Linked DNA regions of Mus musculus: regions 1 and 2 are each linked to region 3. A link is a contact called in public HiChIP or PLAC-seq data. All regions are on one chromosome and are shown on one strand. The core of a region is the stretch at or near the end of the contact, and the rest is flanking DNA. Distances in the headings are between cores, read along the strand shown. Region 1 overlaps Pdgfra (platelet derived growth factor receptor, alpha polypeptide). Region 2 overlaps Pdgfra (platelet derived growth factor receptor, alpha polypeptide). Region 3 has its middle 170 kb from the start of Mir7025.

The links. HiChIP or PLAC-seq counts read pairs in DNA pulled down with a chosen protein or histone mark.
Region 1: a contact with region 3 is called in an H3K27ac HiChIP or PLAC-seq map of oligodendrocyte precursor cells, with 5 times the contacts expected there. The contact joins two enhancer-like sites. A contact is called at or near these places in 4 of 484 Hi-C or Micro-C datasets (cerebral cortex, megakaryocyte progenitors, neural progenitor cells and 1 more) and 1 of 115 datasets of contacts at active chromatin or transcription factors (oligodendrocyte precursor cells).
Region 2: an H3K27ac HiChIP or PLAC-seq map of oligodendrocyte precursor cells shows a contact between it and region 3, with 4 times the contacts expected there. The contact joins two enhancer-like sites. A contact is called at or near these places in 3 of 115 datasets of contacts at active chromatin or transcription factors (neural progenitor cells, neural stem cells and oligodendrocyte precursor cells) and 1 of 9 other capture datasets (adipose tissue).

Annotation. Positions count from the first base shown.
Region 1 is chr5:75,197,156-75,199,936 of GRCm38.p6, forward strand. It overlaps Pdgfra (platelet derived growth factor receptor, alpha polypeptide), which reads left to right. Exons shown (of 23, transcript NM_011058.3): 23 at 1-1,051. Among named protein-coding and RNA genes, the nearest start is that of Mir7025, 22 kb to the left of the region's middle. Within about 2 kb of position 1,441, at least 4 of the 459 cell types and tissues checked have an H3K27ac peak or open chromatin away from gene starts, as enhancers often do. A contact at or near this core is called in oligodendrocyte precursor cells, where this site is marked.
Region 2 is chr5:75,162,005-75,165,071 of GRCm38.p6, forward strand. Pdgfra (platelet derived growth factor receptor, alpha polypeptide) reads left to right here. Exons shown (of 23, transcript NM_011058.3): 2 at 227-287; 3 at 1,531-1,848. The coding sequence starts at 239. Among named protein-coding and RNA genes, the nearest start is that of Pdgfra, 11 kb to the left of the region's middle. Within about 2 kb of position 1,512, at least 9 of the 459 cell types and tissues checked have an H3K27ac peak or open chromatin away from gene starts, as enhancers often do. A contact at or near this core is called in oligodendrocyte precursor cells, where this site is marked.
Region 3 is chr5:75,346,217-75,348,916 of GRCm38.p6, forward strand. No RefSeq gene overlaps it. Among named protein-coding and RNA genes, the nearest start is that of Mir7025, 170 kb to the left of the region's middle. Within about 2 kb of position 1,440, at least 12 of the 459 cell types and tissues checked have an H3K27ac peak or open chromatin away from gene starts, as enhancers often do. A contact at or near this core is called in oligodendrocyte precursor cells, where this site is marked.

The sequences.
Region 1 (2,781 bases), core at 191-2,690, 150 kb before region 3:
TCCCTTTTCACAGTAAGTGTGAAGACTGAGCCAGATTGGCCAATTGAAAAACAAAAACCTGACTAGAGTCTTTCGAGCCAATTAGACTTGAACTACATCCGTCTTTCTAGACTCGTGGCTGGAGCAGTCTGTTTACCACTCATTTGCACAGCCTCTGTTTGTTGCTTCTTTTTATTCTGATGTCGCTTTGGGCCTTGCATGACACCATGAAGTTGGATGATACTTCTCAGACCAGCAGTTTCCCATCTTTAGCTGTACCCACCTCTGAGATTCAATGGGAATACGTTCACTTTTGTTTTTTGAGACAGGGTCTTTCTACGCAGCCCTGGCTGCCCTGGAACTCACTGTGTAAACCAGGCTAGCCTTGAACTCTCAGAGATCCACTGTCTCTGTACCCCCAGTGCTGGGATTACAGGCATGCACCACCACACTCAGCAGGGATACATTTTTATTTTTAAACAGTGTTTTGACTGTATCCTGATTTGTTTTCTTTCTGGCCTCCTGCAGAGTCCCTGGAAGAAAATTTACCAATCTTTCCTGCTTTCTATTTTTATGATGACAATCAAAGCTTGCCCGAGGAACACAATTTGTGACTTTTAAAAAAATGATCAATGATGTCCTTAAAAAAATGTGGTCTGCCAACCTGTACAAAATGGTCCTATATTTGTGAAGAGGGACGTAAGATAAAACGATGTTATACATCGATATGTATATATCTGTTGCTATGTAGACTTGGAGAATACTGCCAAAATGTGTATGACAAGCTGTATCACTGCCTTTGTTTATATTTTTTTTAACTGTGATATTCCCCACAGGCACGTTAACTGTTGCACTTTTGAATGTCCAAAATTTATATTTTAGAAGTAATAAAGAGAAAAATACTGACATGTTCCCAACATGGTGGTGTGGTAAGTGTGTGAGAGCGACTTACTCCATAGGAAGGGTCTTCCAATACAAGATGGCTTCCAGATACCCCTGTTCATGTTTTGTTTTAAAAAGTGTAAATGGAGATCTTTATATTTCAATAAATGATTTATTATATATGACTTAACGTTATGAAGGTCTACCACTTCTTTCGCTTTGTTTTTTAGTTTGGTCAGAATTCCACCCAACCCTCTCTCTAATGTTCATCCTGTTGTTAGTTTGAGGCAGGATCTTGTTGTATAGCTCTGGTTGGCATTGGGCTTTCTGATTCTCCTGCTTCAGCCTCCAAAGTACTGGTATCATAGACATCTAGCACAATGGCCATCTTTTCCTCCTCCTCCCCCTCCTCCCCCTCCTCCCCCTCCTCGTCGTCCTCCTCCTCCTCCTCTCCTTCTTTTCTGAATAGACTCACTAGTTAGTAAAGCAGTTTTCGGCTTACAGGACATTTGAGTGGAAACTGGAGATCTCCCATATCCCAGTTGGCATCACACACGAGTAGCTTCCCCGTCTCTATGGTAACCTATCAGCATGTACACTGATGAGCCTGCATCCCTGCGCCATCACCTGTGCTGTGCTTGAGCATCCTCTGTTACGTGCAGGCAGGTTTATGTGCTTCACATTCGACAGCCTCCTGGTATCTCATCAGATAAATTAGTGCAATTAATTAATGCAGATTATTCTCTTAATAATTGGAAAATAGGCCCCCTGTTTCAGAATAACTCCCAATTTCAGATAGCCAAATGACCTCAGAGTGAGACCGCCTACAGATCCAGGCCTGTATCCTTCAGCACAAGGCTGTTCATTGAGTATTGGCTCCACCTTGGTTCAGCCCAGGAAGGAGCTGGATTCCTGGGAATAATAACATGTCTGTCTGAACAGCAGCTACACAGTTCCGTCCTCTAACAGACAGTCCTGTCTAATTTATCTGCTCTAGTGTTTTCGTTTTTTTTTTTAATTAGGGGATTAAAAACTTCTAAAATGTACCATTTACACTTCTTTTGAGTCTTGCAATAAGCTTTTAAATATTCCTACCAAGGCAGGGAAGACATCTCATAGGTGTAGAAACGAAGGACCCCAAGACTAATGTAACGATAGCACTAGGATTAGCAATTCCAAATATATGAATTCCACTATTATTTGCATGATGAGCCAGAAAGAAAGCAAGAGATACTGAGAATATCAGCATGCAGAAGTAGCTTGCCTGGATCCTTTGATTTTTCAAAGACAAGTGATGGACAAGTTCAGCCTGGAGAAACTACTCTATGTGTTTGTAATCAGAGCCTTTCTTTTTCAGGCTGAAATACACCAGGTCTAATAATGGCCATTGTGATTTTAATAGTGGCGTGCTTCATGAAAAGCAACTCAGGAAAATGGCCTACCCTATGAGAATCCATCATAAGCCTGGCAATTTCCCTCAGGATAACAGCAACAGAAATGTTTCATTATCTTCAACTCCAAATACACATAAAGGCTAAATCCAACAGCATATAATGGTAGCAGTGTTTATAATAGAGACAATTGTTTCATCTCATAGGAAAATGTGTGTGAAAGTATATGTGTGTTCTTAATTAGCTGTCTATAGCATCCTGTCCCACCTGGAGACATGAGTAGCACCCACGTCCTAAAGTATAATGGCGATAACTTCCCAACTAAGTTCATATGCCAGTAATGGTCCATCATTCATACAAAGAGGAGGGAGACGTTGAGGACAGATGAGGGGAACATATTTGCTTCCCCTGCCCCAATTCTGGTTTATAGGCTAATTGGAATTTTTAAAAGCTTTGCCACATTAGCCCGGCAGATGGCATTTTGCTTCATCATTGTTCATGGGTATTAATGACTTCCCCCTGGAGCTTG
Region 2 (3,067 bases), core at 262-2,761, 180 kb before region 3:
AATCCCCTTTGGAGACAGTAATTGAGGATCCTGGCTTGACTCTCAGGCTCCGCCATGCTCTTTGATGCTTCCCTCTTATCTATCTGACTGTATTAGTTGTCAGCCTTAAGCTGGGACATGCTTCCACTGACGGTACCAGTAAGAACTCCCATGGCAGGAGAACCTGGCCCACCAGTGGCTTTCTGTTTGGCTAATGCTGTTTATGTTTGGCTTTTGTCATTTGCAGGTCTCAGGAGCTATGGGGACCTCCCACCAGGTCTTTCTGGTCCTCAGCTGTCTCCTCACAGGTATGTATCCACACATGCGTCCTTGTTCTCCTAACTCACAGTTCCAGGGAGCCAACGTCCATGTTCTGTGGGCCTCTCACCTGCACCTGGGTCCAAAGGGGGGCGAGATGAAACCAACAGGAACTTTTGATGCCTTTCACTAAATGGCACCAATTCCATTTCAAAACAAGAGCTTTCTGTCAGTGGTCCGAAGGGAGGAATAATCTGGATATTGACATGTCTGCACTTGCCCACTTCTTCCTCTCTCTGGGATGGGCTTACAGCAAGGAAGGAGAAGATGGTTTTGAGCATGTTCAAATAGAGTAAAGACTCAGGCATCCTTCATCAGGTTTAGGGACTCAAACCTGTAATCCCAGCCACTTGGGAGGCTGTAGCAGGAAGATCATAAACTCGCGGTGTGCCAGGGCTACATAGTGAGACCCTGTCTTTAAAAACAAAAAGTAAAAAGAGGGCTGGGGAGATGCTCAGTGGTAGAGCGCTGGCCTGGCACTTGGTAGATCCTTTCCACGTGTTTGTCTGTTGCAGACATTACTCCAAAGTTAGGCACCGATGGAAACTAGAGACCATTAATTAATAATTAAGTCAGAACGTGTCTCCTCTTCAGACAAGGGAAGCTCGGCTGAAACGTGAAGCTTAGGGATTAGTTTCAAGCCCCCACTCCCCGCCTGTGTTTTATTTATTATTTGTGAATTTAAACCCATGCCTTCCTGCTTTGGCTTTTGGAAATCATTAAGGAGAGATGGTGTGCCAGAGGGTGGCAGTGAGGAAAGACGTGGGGCTCCTGAGTGAGCCCAGATCTGCTGTGTGCTTTGTTCGGGCCTCTCTCCCTGCCTCTTCTCACATCTCCTGCCCATTTTTTTTTTAAACCAAGGGAAACTTCTGCAGGGCATATGCATGATAAAGAACCCATATGTGCTTGAGCCCAGACCGCACTGGGATATTTTATGGTCACACATAAGAGTGTGAAATATGGAATTGGAATCAGACATCCTTTATCCGTTTGAGTGTTTGGAGGGGTGAGTATGGGGCGTTTGGTGGGGCTGTTGAGGCCGTTGGAACACTTGCTGCCCTCAGCAGATGCAGTGGCTGTTATAATGGGGGGCCTTTCATGGGCATCCAGAGGAACAGAGTTTCACGTAGAAATGGCCGTTGTTCATATAAGCCGCCACTGTGGCTACTCTCAGCGCTCTGGAGAAGCTGTCCTTTCTGGCTCGCCCTATTCAATGGCTGTCCCTTTCTACAGGGCCGGGCCTCATCTCCTGCCAGCTCTTATTACCCTCTATCCTCCCAAACGAGAATGAGAAGATTGTGCAGCTGAATTCGTCCTTTTCTCTGAGATGCGTTGGGGAGAGTGAAGTGAGCTGGCAGCACCCCATGTCTGAAGAAGACGACCCCAACGTGGAAATCAGAAGTGAGGAGAACAACAGTGGCCTCTTTGTCACAGTGCTGGAAGTGGTTAACGCCTCCGCAGCCCACACCGGATGGTACACTTGCTACTACAACCACACTCAGACGGATGAGAGTGAGATCGAAGGCAGGCACATTTACATCTATGTACCAGGTGAGTTGCAGGGCCCTCCTAGACCACGCTGCGTCCTGCCCTGCCTGCCTCTGAGTCACCGAGTTAAGGGGCATAAAACACGAGGGATTCATAAATGTTTATTGCAGAGAAATTTGCAAGGTAGAAAAGTCTTTCCCTTCTTTCATCTCTGTCTGTCTGTCTCTGTCTGTCTCTGACTGTCTCTGTCTGTCTCTGACTGTCTCTAACTGTCTGTCTCTGTCTGTCTGTCTGTCTGTCTGTCTGTCTGTCTGTCTGTCTGTCTGTCTCTCACTGGAACTCTCACTGAGGCTGGATCTAGGTGGTTAGCCTGCCAACCCAAGCTATCCTCCTGCTTCCACCTTCCACAGAGCTAAGGATATAGATTTTTTTCTTTTTATGTGAGTCTTTGTGATTAGAACCCTGGTACTCATGCTTTTAAAACAAGTGCTCTTACTCACTGGGCCACTCCTTAGCTCTCTGTCTGCCTGTCAGTCTTTGGTTCTTGAGACTCTCACTGTCTTAGAACTTGCCATTGTAGTCCAGGCTGGCTTCTAACTTATAGCAATCCTATGGCTTCAGCCTTCTGGGTGCTAGGATTAAGGGCATGGGGATGCTTAACTTGCTGGTTTTGTGTTTGAGATAAGGTCTCCTTCTGTAGACCAGACTGGCTCTGAATTTACCATTCTCTGACCTCACCTCCCAAGTCACAGAATTGTGTGCATGTGGTACCCGACTCCGGTGTTTTGTTTTGTTTGTTGTTGTTGCTTTTGAGATGAGAGCTTGGTATGTTGCCCAGGCTACCCTCAAACTGCTACACTTAACTAGTCCTGCTGTCTCAGCCTCTTAAATAGCAGAGACTACCCACATTATGACCAGCAAAATACACAAATTAAATACAGATCATTTGCACGTTCAAAATCAAGAAAAACTCATGGGAGGCTTGGAGATATGGTTCAGGTTTTGGGAGCATTCGCAGCTCTTGCAGAGGACCCAGGTTTGGTTCCTAGGACTCACAGAGATACATCCCTCTGTTAGACAGTTACAGGAGATTAGCGCCCTCTTCTGTCCTCCACCTGAACTGCATACATGTAATGTACCTACATACATATTCAGCCAGAACACACACACACACACACACACACACACACACACACCAAAAACCAAATAAACAAACATGGAAATTCCCCTAAATGTTAACGACCAAGGCAAAAAGAATTCCTTCCACTCTTCAAGAGTTAAT
Region 3 (2,700 bases), core at 190-2,689:
ATGGTCACTTTAAAAAAAGGAAAAAAGGAAAAGAAAATTGGTCTGAGCATAACAAACTAAAATATATTCTTATAAAAAATTAATAAAATGTTGGCTCCTAAGAGAATCCATGATTGTAAAGTAAGAAAGTCTGGCGTGTGTGTGTGTATGCACATGTATATGCACGTGTGTATGTATGTATGTGAATGTTAAAGTATCAGAAGATAATATTTATGGTTTGAGTGTGTTAAATGGATTTGAAGACTTTGAAACCCCTGATTTGATAGATATGTTTGTTCATTCATTCATGAAATATTTATGACTGTCTCCTACATATCAGAGAAATCTCTAGCAATATGAATTCGCAGCTACTAGTCCTGAGAGGCAGACACTACCGTCCAGATAAAAGAATGGTGATATAATGTACAACTCACATGTTTAAGAAGCACCTGGAACATGAGCACTGTAAACTGAGGCTCTTAGTCTGCCTCCTGCTAGGAACTCAGTTCAGGGATACCTTCTGCCCCATGATAAGCGCCTGAAATGTGGACCCACTGAGCTGGAGACTGGACACAATTCCATCTGTTATGTCTAGAACTATTCTCTTTTGCCCTAGCTAGAGACTCTCAGCTCATCTTCTCCCTCTTCCCAGCCTTGTCGTTTCCCCTTAGCTCAGAGGAAGCTGTGGTCAGAGGAAGCATTGCACGGCTGCATCTGATTCTCTAGGATGCTAGGGGCTTCAGGACACTAATCCTGAATGCATTGTGTGTGTGGAGAGGAAACCTATTCATGAAGGAGAGGCCCATTCACATACTGAGCTCTGCTTGATCTGGAAGAGTAGATGCGGACAATCACCACTGTGTCCACCGTCCAGGAAGCCTGGCTAAGCCAAAGCCAGCAGCTCTCAATACATCATTATGTCATAAAAGAGATAGAGCAGCCATCATCGAAGTCTTGTAGGGAAATAGACTATATGCTCTATCCACAAGGATGCCATGATTTCATCCTTTATTTTTTGCCTGGATTCTAACACTGTCCATTGTTCAAGGGCAGTGTTTCCAAACTATGCCTAATTTACACACAGCACTGATTGGTTTCTGCTCCTTGGATGTGATAGTAGGAAAAGAAGATGAAGAGAGAGGAGGGAAGAGGGAGGAGGGAGAAGGGAGGAGGGAGGAGGGGGAGGATACACTTTATTGTTCTCCACAATTTTTATTTTATCATTTTGGAGCACTCAGACGAGGGTTTGGGAATCTTCGTTCAGCTTCTCTTAATGAAGCCACAGTGAGCACTTAATGCTGCTTCAGTTCGCACACACAAACTTTCTAATTATAAAAGGCCCCTTTCAGGCTCATTCAGGGCATATAATCTTATTTGCAGCCCCTAATTGGAGGGCTGTGTTTGTTGAAAAGAACAGAAGTCTCCAGTCATTTCGGAGAAAGCTGCCCCATCAATGCCCGTGGGAAGAAAAGAACTATTTATTTTATCTGTTAATCCCAAGTACAAACACAGCGAAGCTGTCTTTTCTAATAGTGACCCATTTCATGTTCAACTGGGAGAGAGCTAGCTTTGCTCAATAAGACTTTTGTGGCAACCAAAAAAAAAAAAGTCAATCTTATTAGGAGTCCCATTGAAAACCTTCCAATAACTTATCTTTTCAAGAACTGAACCGAATCCCCAGTTGAATCCTCTCTGTTGTCTGACACAAAATTCCAAATCTGGGCGGGAAGAAACCTCAACTAGTGAGCCCCATCTAGTGACAGGGAAGTAGAGTACCAGGGCGAAATCCCGCTCTATAATTAGCCCGTATCTTTATATCTAATTTTTAAAATTCTCCTATATGTGACCATGCCTTTATGTTTTATCATTGTTTTGCCTATTCCTGTACTTCTAGGAATCACTTCTGTACTATACCAATTTCCTTCGGATAGCTTAAATCTGAGTCTTAAAGAATGCTTAAAACAAATGAGATCACCTCATTTGTGGTTGAGTTTTAAAATGTGAGTGGCCACATGAAACGGTACTTATAGATGAAGAAGTGTTTGATATAAGTAGGATTACTTGTGTGTTGATTAAGATAGGGTCTAAAGGGTCTTCATTCTGAAGGGCTTCACAATAATGAAGTTCTGGCGGGAAAATTGCAGTTCTGAGTCTGTGAACAGTTTCAAAGTCATCTTTTCTAGGCAGTCTCCATATTTGATGGCTGTGTTGTTTGGGATGCATGTCCTATAGCTGACAGCATTAGAAGTTAAGTTGGTCTCCCTTCTTTCTGTGCATCTGCATTCCTTGACAAAGATGTCAACACACTATGATTGACTTTAGTCATACATGGTGAATTCCTTTGCTAATGAGTCTGCCCTCAAAAGGCAAACCCTCTTTGTATGCCCCCCGCCACTCATTAATAACCACATGTCACTTTACATAGAAACAGAAGGCATCCCTCCATCTCTCTGTACTCCAGTTGATTTCAGAATCTTTCCATTAGCTTATGTGGTCACACCTCCTTAGATATGTAGAAGCATCTAGATTACGGAGGAAAGTCTTTGCACTGCCCTTTACTGTTCAAAATTGACTCTGAGAAGTCATATCTCCCTTTGATGTACCCAGAGCTCAGAGTACCAAGCTGTACAGAGTCTGTTCCCTCACCTCGCAGCTGCCAGACTTTAGACAAATCACTTCTCTCGGCCACAAACATGTCACCGTGTGTTGTATTTGCTTCAC